Linked DNA regions of Mus musculus: region 1 is linked to region 2. The links are chromatin contacts, called in public Hi-C maps. All regions are on one chromosome and are shown on one strand. The core of a region is the stretch at or near the end of the contact, and the rest is flanking DNA. Distances in the headings are between cores, read along the strand shown.

Region 1 (3,458 bases), core at 596-3,095, 220 kb after region 2:
CCTGCTCTGCGCTAATTAAAGAAGACTCCCAGTGTTCCTTTGCCTGTCAGGGCTCAGTCCCTGTCTCCAGCAGGTAGCCAGAGAGAGAGAGAGAGAGAGAGAGAGAGACAGAGACAGAGACAGAGAGACAGAGAGAGAGACAGAGAGAGAGACAGACACAGAGAGAGACAGAGACACAGAGAGAGAGAGAGACAGAGAGACAGAGAGAGAGACAGAGAGAGAGACAGACACAGAGAGAGACAGAGACACAGAGAGAGAGACAGAGAGGGACAGAGAGAAACAGACAGAGAAAGAGACAGAGAGAGCATGTGTGTGTATGCAAGTGCACGGATGTGTGTGTGTGTGTGTGTGTTGGTGTCGGTGTCTTCCAAGACTCCCACCACAACCAAAGGACAGACCTGTCTCTGGGATTGCCATTTTATTGGGATTACCAATATAAGGTTTTTATTTCAATGAAAGGCTTTTCTGGGGCTGAAGAGGTGGCCTGGACAGTAAACATGCTCACTGTGCAAGCAGATCCCTGGCCAGCCACGGTGCTCCGTGTCTTTTACTCCCAGGGGATGGGGACAAGAGGATCTCCGGAGTCCGCCGACCAGAGGGCATTTCAGGTTCGATGAGAGACCCAATCTCAAAAATTAAGGTGGAGAAAGGATGTTTGTTGCTCTTACAGAGGACCTGAGTTTGGGTCCCAGCCCCCACATGGTAGCTCGCAGCCATCTGTAACTCCAGTTTCAAGGACTCTGATGCCCTCTTCTGACATCTGTGGGCACTAAGGATATATGCAGAATATATATACCACATACAAACATACAGGGCAAACATAAAATATATTAATAAAACATAAGGTGGAGAAAGACTGAGGAAGATACCTCATGTTAACTAGTAGCTTCCACAACCTCATGGCCCCATGCTGGTGTGTGCACAAACACACACACATACTCAGAGAGAGAGAAAGAGAGAGAGGAAGAGAGAGAGAGAGAGAGAGAGAGAGAGAGAGAGGGAGAGAGAGAGAGAGAGAGAGAGAGAGAGAGAGAGAAACACACACACAACACACACAGAGAAACACAGAAACACACACACATACACACACACACACACACACTTCCTTATAGGATCCTCCTTCCCCTGGACTCCTTGAGACCCCGCCAGGTTCTCCCTGAAGTTGTTTAATGAGCTGTCCCAGCACTGTCTGGTCGCCTCTCTCTAAGAGGCCTCAGTCTGTTTCCCAGCCCTTCCCCGACAGGAGCTTACAGCTGAGCCGCCTTAGTGAGATGTAAGTTCAAGGAGTTCAAGGAGAGGTTATTTCTATTTTTGGCATGTGGAAGGCTCCTATGAAGCTGTGGGGTTAGGCTGGAAGGACGTGCCTCTCGATAGAGTCGCTCGGGTTTCTGTCACCCTTCATCCTTTTTATTTCCGACATTCTCCTGAGGTTTGCCTTGGGACAGAAGCAGGCGCCAATTGAAAAGGAATGAAGGAGCCAGGCAGGAGTCCCTTGGAGATAATCCTGGGAATTGATTTGGGGGCCTAATTGGTTATTGGGAGAGGGCTGCTGGGGCATCCAAGACCAGCATTTCCCGGCTCCCCTTCCAGGAGGGCGGCGTCTACAGGTGTGGACTTGGAGGAGTAATGACCCAGGATCTACAATATCTTCGAGGCACTATCTTGGTCCCAGGAACTTGACCGAAGGTACTACACATTTGTCGAAGCAGAGAACCCCAAAGCTGCAGGGGGAGGCAGCATTTCGAGACTGTGAACGCACTCGGCTCACCCACGTGAGGAGTCACAGACGCTGTTAGCTGGTGGATTCCAGGAGTTTCTGGCTTCCTAGAACTTCAGCCTAAGAAGCTGGGGCAATTCAAGAAGTGGCCACGGGGTGGCAGTATGGAATCAAAAGCCCTGCTGGCATCCGCTGATCCTTAGCTTGAGATTTCCAAGCTCCTGGAAGCCGAGCCTGCCGCCCCATGCCGGCTCCGCCAGAGCGCCTCCTTAATTTAATCGCCTGTCCACCGAGCTGAGAAGAAGCCTACACCATCTTTTCAGCCTGGGCAGTTCCCACTGTTCCGAGTCTGTCAGGTTGTTTAGTAGCTGGGCTGGGAACATGCTGATAAAACAGTTAATTTCTATTTGCTGTTGCAGCGTAATTGGATGAACATGAAAGCAATTAAATATTAAAACATACAAACAAATAACCAAGTCACCGTAATTAGCCAAAGTTTGATCACTGTCATATTTATTTAGGGAGAGGTGATATGTCTCAGCAGGTGACATTTTAAATACCCCGGGCCACTCTGGGGTTGTCTTTGGAGAATGTTGAATTATGTAGGGAGAATTTAATTAAACCCTGTTGTAAATCAGTTGTGATGACGGGGGAATGACAGCCACATGTTGAAAAGAGAATTAGTCCACAGCGAGGGATATTAATTAACTCTTTTTCTGAAGGCTGGCTCAGAGTGGCAGTCAAAAAAAAAAAAAAAAAAAAAAAACAGCCCTTTGACGCAGGAAGGGGACCATGCCTGCTATTTTTACAACTATCATCATTATTTATGGATTGAGTTTCTTCAATAGCTGGTGTGGCTGATAGACACACACCATACACGAGATTAAACAGTTCTCTCCCGGGAGCTTGGGACGCCGCGTGGGAAGGGCGGTGGGATGCAGGAAGATGGGTACAGGAACCAAAGCCCCACTTAAAGGTTTTGGCTCCTGAGGATCTGAGCATGCGCACAGGGGTCAGAAAGGAAGCGCAGACTGGAGCTTTGGAGAGAGAGCCAGAAGCCAGGTAGCCCGATCTGTACCTGTGAGGACAGGAATGGGGCTCAGGGAGACACATTTGCCTGTATTCCTAGGACCCCTGAGGGACAGTCCCTGTGCAGTGTAATCTAACTCAGCCAGTGGGATCAGAGCCATTCCTAAATTTTGAGATCCAGGAGGCTCAGGGTCAGCTGAAGGCGAAGTGATAAGATTAGTTCTGAAGTTCTATGGAGATGGAGAGCTGCCTTTGTCCTACCCAAGCCGGCTCAGGGCAGGAAGAGTTGCCCCTAGGCTTGGTGACATTGGCTTAGGTAGGAGGCAGCCAGGACGTGCTACCTGAGCCTGCAGCATAGCTGTAATATCAACTACTTGGGAGACTGAGGCAGGAGGATTACGGGTCAGAAACCTCTTGTGCAACTTAGATTTTTGTTTCAAAAAAAAAAAAAAAAAACAAAAAAACAAAAACAAACAACAAACCCAAGAAGAATTCCAGGCAGAGCTCAGAGGTAGAGCGCTCAGGGGCTCTAGTAATCTCCTGCACCAAAACAGCCCCGAAGAGCAACAAAACCCAGTGACCTGAACACCCTTGCATCCACGGCCTGGCTACTGTGGGGCTACGGGGAGGTTCTGTTGCTAAGGTCTTGTTCCCCAATTAGTTCTTGACTTGTCGATAAAGGCCAGGGGCCAATTGCTGGACAAAAGGTACA
Region 2 (3,612 bases), core at 155-2,654:
CGGAAGACAGGCTGAGCTGTCCCTACCTCCCACCCACCCACCCCCTCAACTCTGGGCAAGAACAAAGTGGATTTTTTTTTTTTTTTTTTTTTTTTTTTTTGGTTATTCAAGACAGGGTTTCACTGTGTAACATCCCTGGCTGTCCTGGAACCTACTTTGTCGACCAGGCTGGCCTTGAACTCACAGAGGGAGTTCTGCTGAGTGATGAGAGTAAAGGTGTGTATCACCAGGCCTGGGCCAGCACCATGCCTCTTTATGGGGACTGTGCCCAGTGGCAGGCTGCACAAGAGAAAACAGGACAGGGAATAGAGCAGGGTGTCTGGCCAGCAGCTTCTCTCTCTGGCCTGGACATCCTTGCATCTCTGGCCATAACCTTAGTACTTCCTAAAGCCCCAAATCTCAGCCTGCAGCTGTGGAGCTATCTGGGAATCGAATGACCCTTTCACAAGTGTTGCCTAAGACCATCAAAAAACACAGATATTTGCACTAAGATCCCTAACTAGCAAAATTACAGTTCTGAGGTCGCGATGCAAATATCTCTACCGTTGGGGGTCGCCACAGCATGAGGACCTGTATCAAAGGGTCTCAGCATCAGCATGGTTGAGAGCCATTGTTCTACAGAGAAACACAGGCCCCAGCCCAGTGTGGATGCCAGAGGAGACTAGGACAGATGCTTCTAGAAGGTTCTGGAGACTGAAGGGAGTCGGGCCTCACCCTTCAGCATGGCTGAAAGCTGGGGATATCAGGCCGTGGGCCTGTCCTGGTGGTCTATAGTCTCTTCAATGGAGCTGGGGAAGGCAAGACCTCTCTGAAGCTGGGGACCTGGGCCACCCACTTACCCAGTCCATACGCATCAGGTTCTTCAGTGTCTGCCTTTAATGTTCCACTTCTGTGTATGTGAGACTCCTAACATAGCAGGGCTTCCAGCCAGGACTCAAGCAATAGGTGGGGGAGAAGAGGCTGGCCAGGGACATGGGTTGAGCTCTGTAACCATGACTTGCTTCTCACCCCCCCCCCCGCCCTCCAGCCCCAAGGATAGACTGAAGGGCTTCCTGAGGCCACTGCTTCCCACTGTGCAGGAGGCATAGAGAGGACCCCCACAGCATCATCTGTATAAGACACACACTGGATCCTGCAGCATCGTCTGTATAAGACACACATGACCCCATAGCATCATCTGTATAAGACACACACTGGACCCCACAGTATTGCCTGTATAAGACACACACTTGATCCTCAGCCTCTTCCTTTCGTTGTCTCAGGTGTGTGGGGCTGTCTCCACGGGAGCGATGGCTAGGTCCGTGTCTGTTGACTGCAGATCTGGAGTCCCAGAGGACCTTCACTAATCTCTGCTTTATGGAGGCTTCACGGTATTTGTGAAAGGATTTGAGTTGGATCAGCACTGACCCCAAGGTCAGCTGATCAGCTATAGTCACACTATCCCTGAAGGTGCCCTGTGCCCTGGAAGCTCTCCCACCATGACTCTATAAGTCAGTGGCCAGTGTCTCCTCACGTCCCCCCGAATCTCGCACAGGCTTATTTGCAATCTGAAGACGCTTGCACAGTCTGCTTGCCAGTTTTACCTGGCTCAACCAGGCTGCTCCAGCGCCCCTGCCAGGGCACAGCCTATTAGATGAGCTAACCGACCAACTGTGAGTCCTCTCCAGGCCTGCTCTGAACTCATGGCCCAGTCCAGCCCTATCGCACACTGGGGAAACTGAGGCTCTGAGGGCCTGGGGTCTGTGCCCACTGTCTCAGATAGCAGGAGAAGAAAACAGGAGCCAGGCAGGCAGTGCCTCAGGACTCCTGACCTTGGCACTCTGTGTCCCACTGGGGCAGAGGGACAAGAGACCCCTGAAGACCAGCACAGATCCTAGCAGAGGTCAGGCCTGCTTGGGAGGCATCCTTAGTAGGAGCCCAGACCTGCCCCAGCTAACACGGCTGGGCTGCTCGCCTCACGACAGTCTCCACTTCAGTCAGAAATGGCTGACATTAACTTTTAATCCCAGCACTTGGGAGGCAGAGGCAGGCAGATTTCTGAGTTCGAGGCCAGCTTGGTCTACAGCATGATTTCCAGGACAGCCAAGGCTACACCAAGAAACCCGAGTGCCCCACAGATCCTGTGTCAGCTTTTACTCAGCAGGGAGCGGTGTGTGTGTGTGTGTGTGTGTGTGTGTGTGTGTGACTGTGTCATCTCCTGGAACACATGGTTTGTTTTCATTTCCCATTTAGAACACTTCAGCGTCCCGAGAAATTTCTAGAGAAAATCTGGGGGGAGGAGCATGCTTTGAGAGTGGCCTTTATGGATCTCCAGCTGGGCTCGGCTGGCACCTCCTCAGGAGGTGGAGCGCTTGCCCTGTGTGGAGGTCAACCTACAGATTTGAAAGAGGCATGTGGGCTCTGCTCTGCTTTGCTCTGCTCTGCTCTTCCCTTTTAAATCAGGAGCCTGGAGAGATGGTGCGGCTTGGCAGTTAGGAGTGCCTGCTGCACTTTGAAGGAGCTAGAGTTTGGCTCTTGTACCTAGCTCACTCAGCTCACAAATGCCTAGTGCTCTAGCTCCAGAGGTCAAACACTCTCTTTTGGTCTCTGTGGGACAGGGGCCCGCACACACTCACAGGCACATGTGCACACGTGAAGATGCACATGCACACACATAGCACTCAGGAGGCAGAGACTGGCCAATCTCTGTGAGTTCAAGGCCAACCTAGACTACATAGTGATACCCTGTCTCAGAAAGTGAGAATATAAATATGTAACCAGAAAAATCAAGCCAGGGATGTTGGTGTAGACCCACATTGAAGAAATGGAGGCTGGGGCTGAGAAGATGGCCTGCCGGGCACTAGCATTTGCACTGAGCCTGAAGACTTGAGTTCAACCCTAGAGTTCCTTGTGGTGGAAGGAGAGAACCGACCTCCACAAATTGTCCTTTGACCCTCACATGTATGCCATGGAATGTGCACCCCACTCCCACTACACACACACACACACACACACACACACACACTATTTTAAGTAAAATGAATTAGAGGTAGGCAGATCAAGGAGTTAGTTCAAGGCCAACTTTGGCTACACAGATATGTTCAAGTCTAGCTTGGGCTATATGAGACCCTGTCTCAGAAACACAAAACATACTTGGGTGTGTGTGTGTGTGTGTGTGTGTGTGAATCATGACTATTGCTTCTGTCGATTGAGACCGTGGTAAAGAGCACTTGCTGCTCTTCCAGCAGACCCGAGTTCAATTCCCAGCACCACCATGGGTGCTCACAGCCTTCCGTAGCTCCAGTCCCAGAGGATCCAACCTCCTCTCCTGGCCTCTGCAAACACCGGGCATACATATGGCACAGAGACACATGTGCAGGCCAAACACCTGCATGTGTAGAAAACAATTCTTTCAAATGAAAGACGTAGATGAGCATTCCTCTGTTGAAAAGATTTATAGTGCTGGCCAGCCACAGCACCTGACTGTCCCCACGGCATGTGGCTGGCCAGTTTTACTAAGGAAACAGAATAGAGGAGGTGGGTGGGTTCAGGATGGACATGGTCACCTTGACATTTGGGGGAGCCCTTGTTAGCCCTCTCATTGGTGCTCTGAGTTCCCAGAGTATACTTCTG

Evidence for each region. A called contact is a pair of places that touch in the nucleus more often than the background predicts.
Region 1: a Hi-C map of rod photoreceptor shows a contact between it and region 2, with 2.8 times the contacts expected there. The contact joins two enhancer-like sites. A contact is called at or near these places in 1 of 15 datasets of contacts at CTCF or cohesin (CD8 T cells), 1 of 484 Hi-C or Micro-C datasets (rod photoreceptor), 3 of 115 datasets of contacts at active chromatin or transcription factors (bone marrow-derived macrophages, embryonic stem cells and pancreatic cancer cells) and 2 of 9 other capture datasets (embryonic stem cells and liver).

What each region holds. Positions count from the first base shown.
Region 1 is chr11:117,383,201-117,386,658 of GRCm38.p6, forward strand. No RefSeq gene overlaps it. Among named protein-coding and RNA genes, the nearest start is that of Gm34128, 26 kb to the right of the region's middle. Within about 2 kb of position 1,846, at least 10 of the 459 cell types and tissues checked have an H3K27ac peak or open chromatin away from gene starts, as enhancers often do. A contact at or near this core is called in rod photoreceptor, where this site is marked.
Region 2 is chr11:117,164,412-117,168,023 of GRCm38.p6, forward strand. No RefSeq gene overlaps it. Among named protein-coding and RNA genes, the nearest start is that of Sec14l1, 51 kb to the left of the region's middle. Within about 2 kb of position 1,405, at least 7 of the 459 cell types and tissues checked have an H3K27ac peak or open chromatin away from gene starts, as enhancers often do. A contact at or near this core is called in rod photoreceptor, where this site is marked.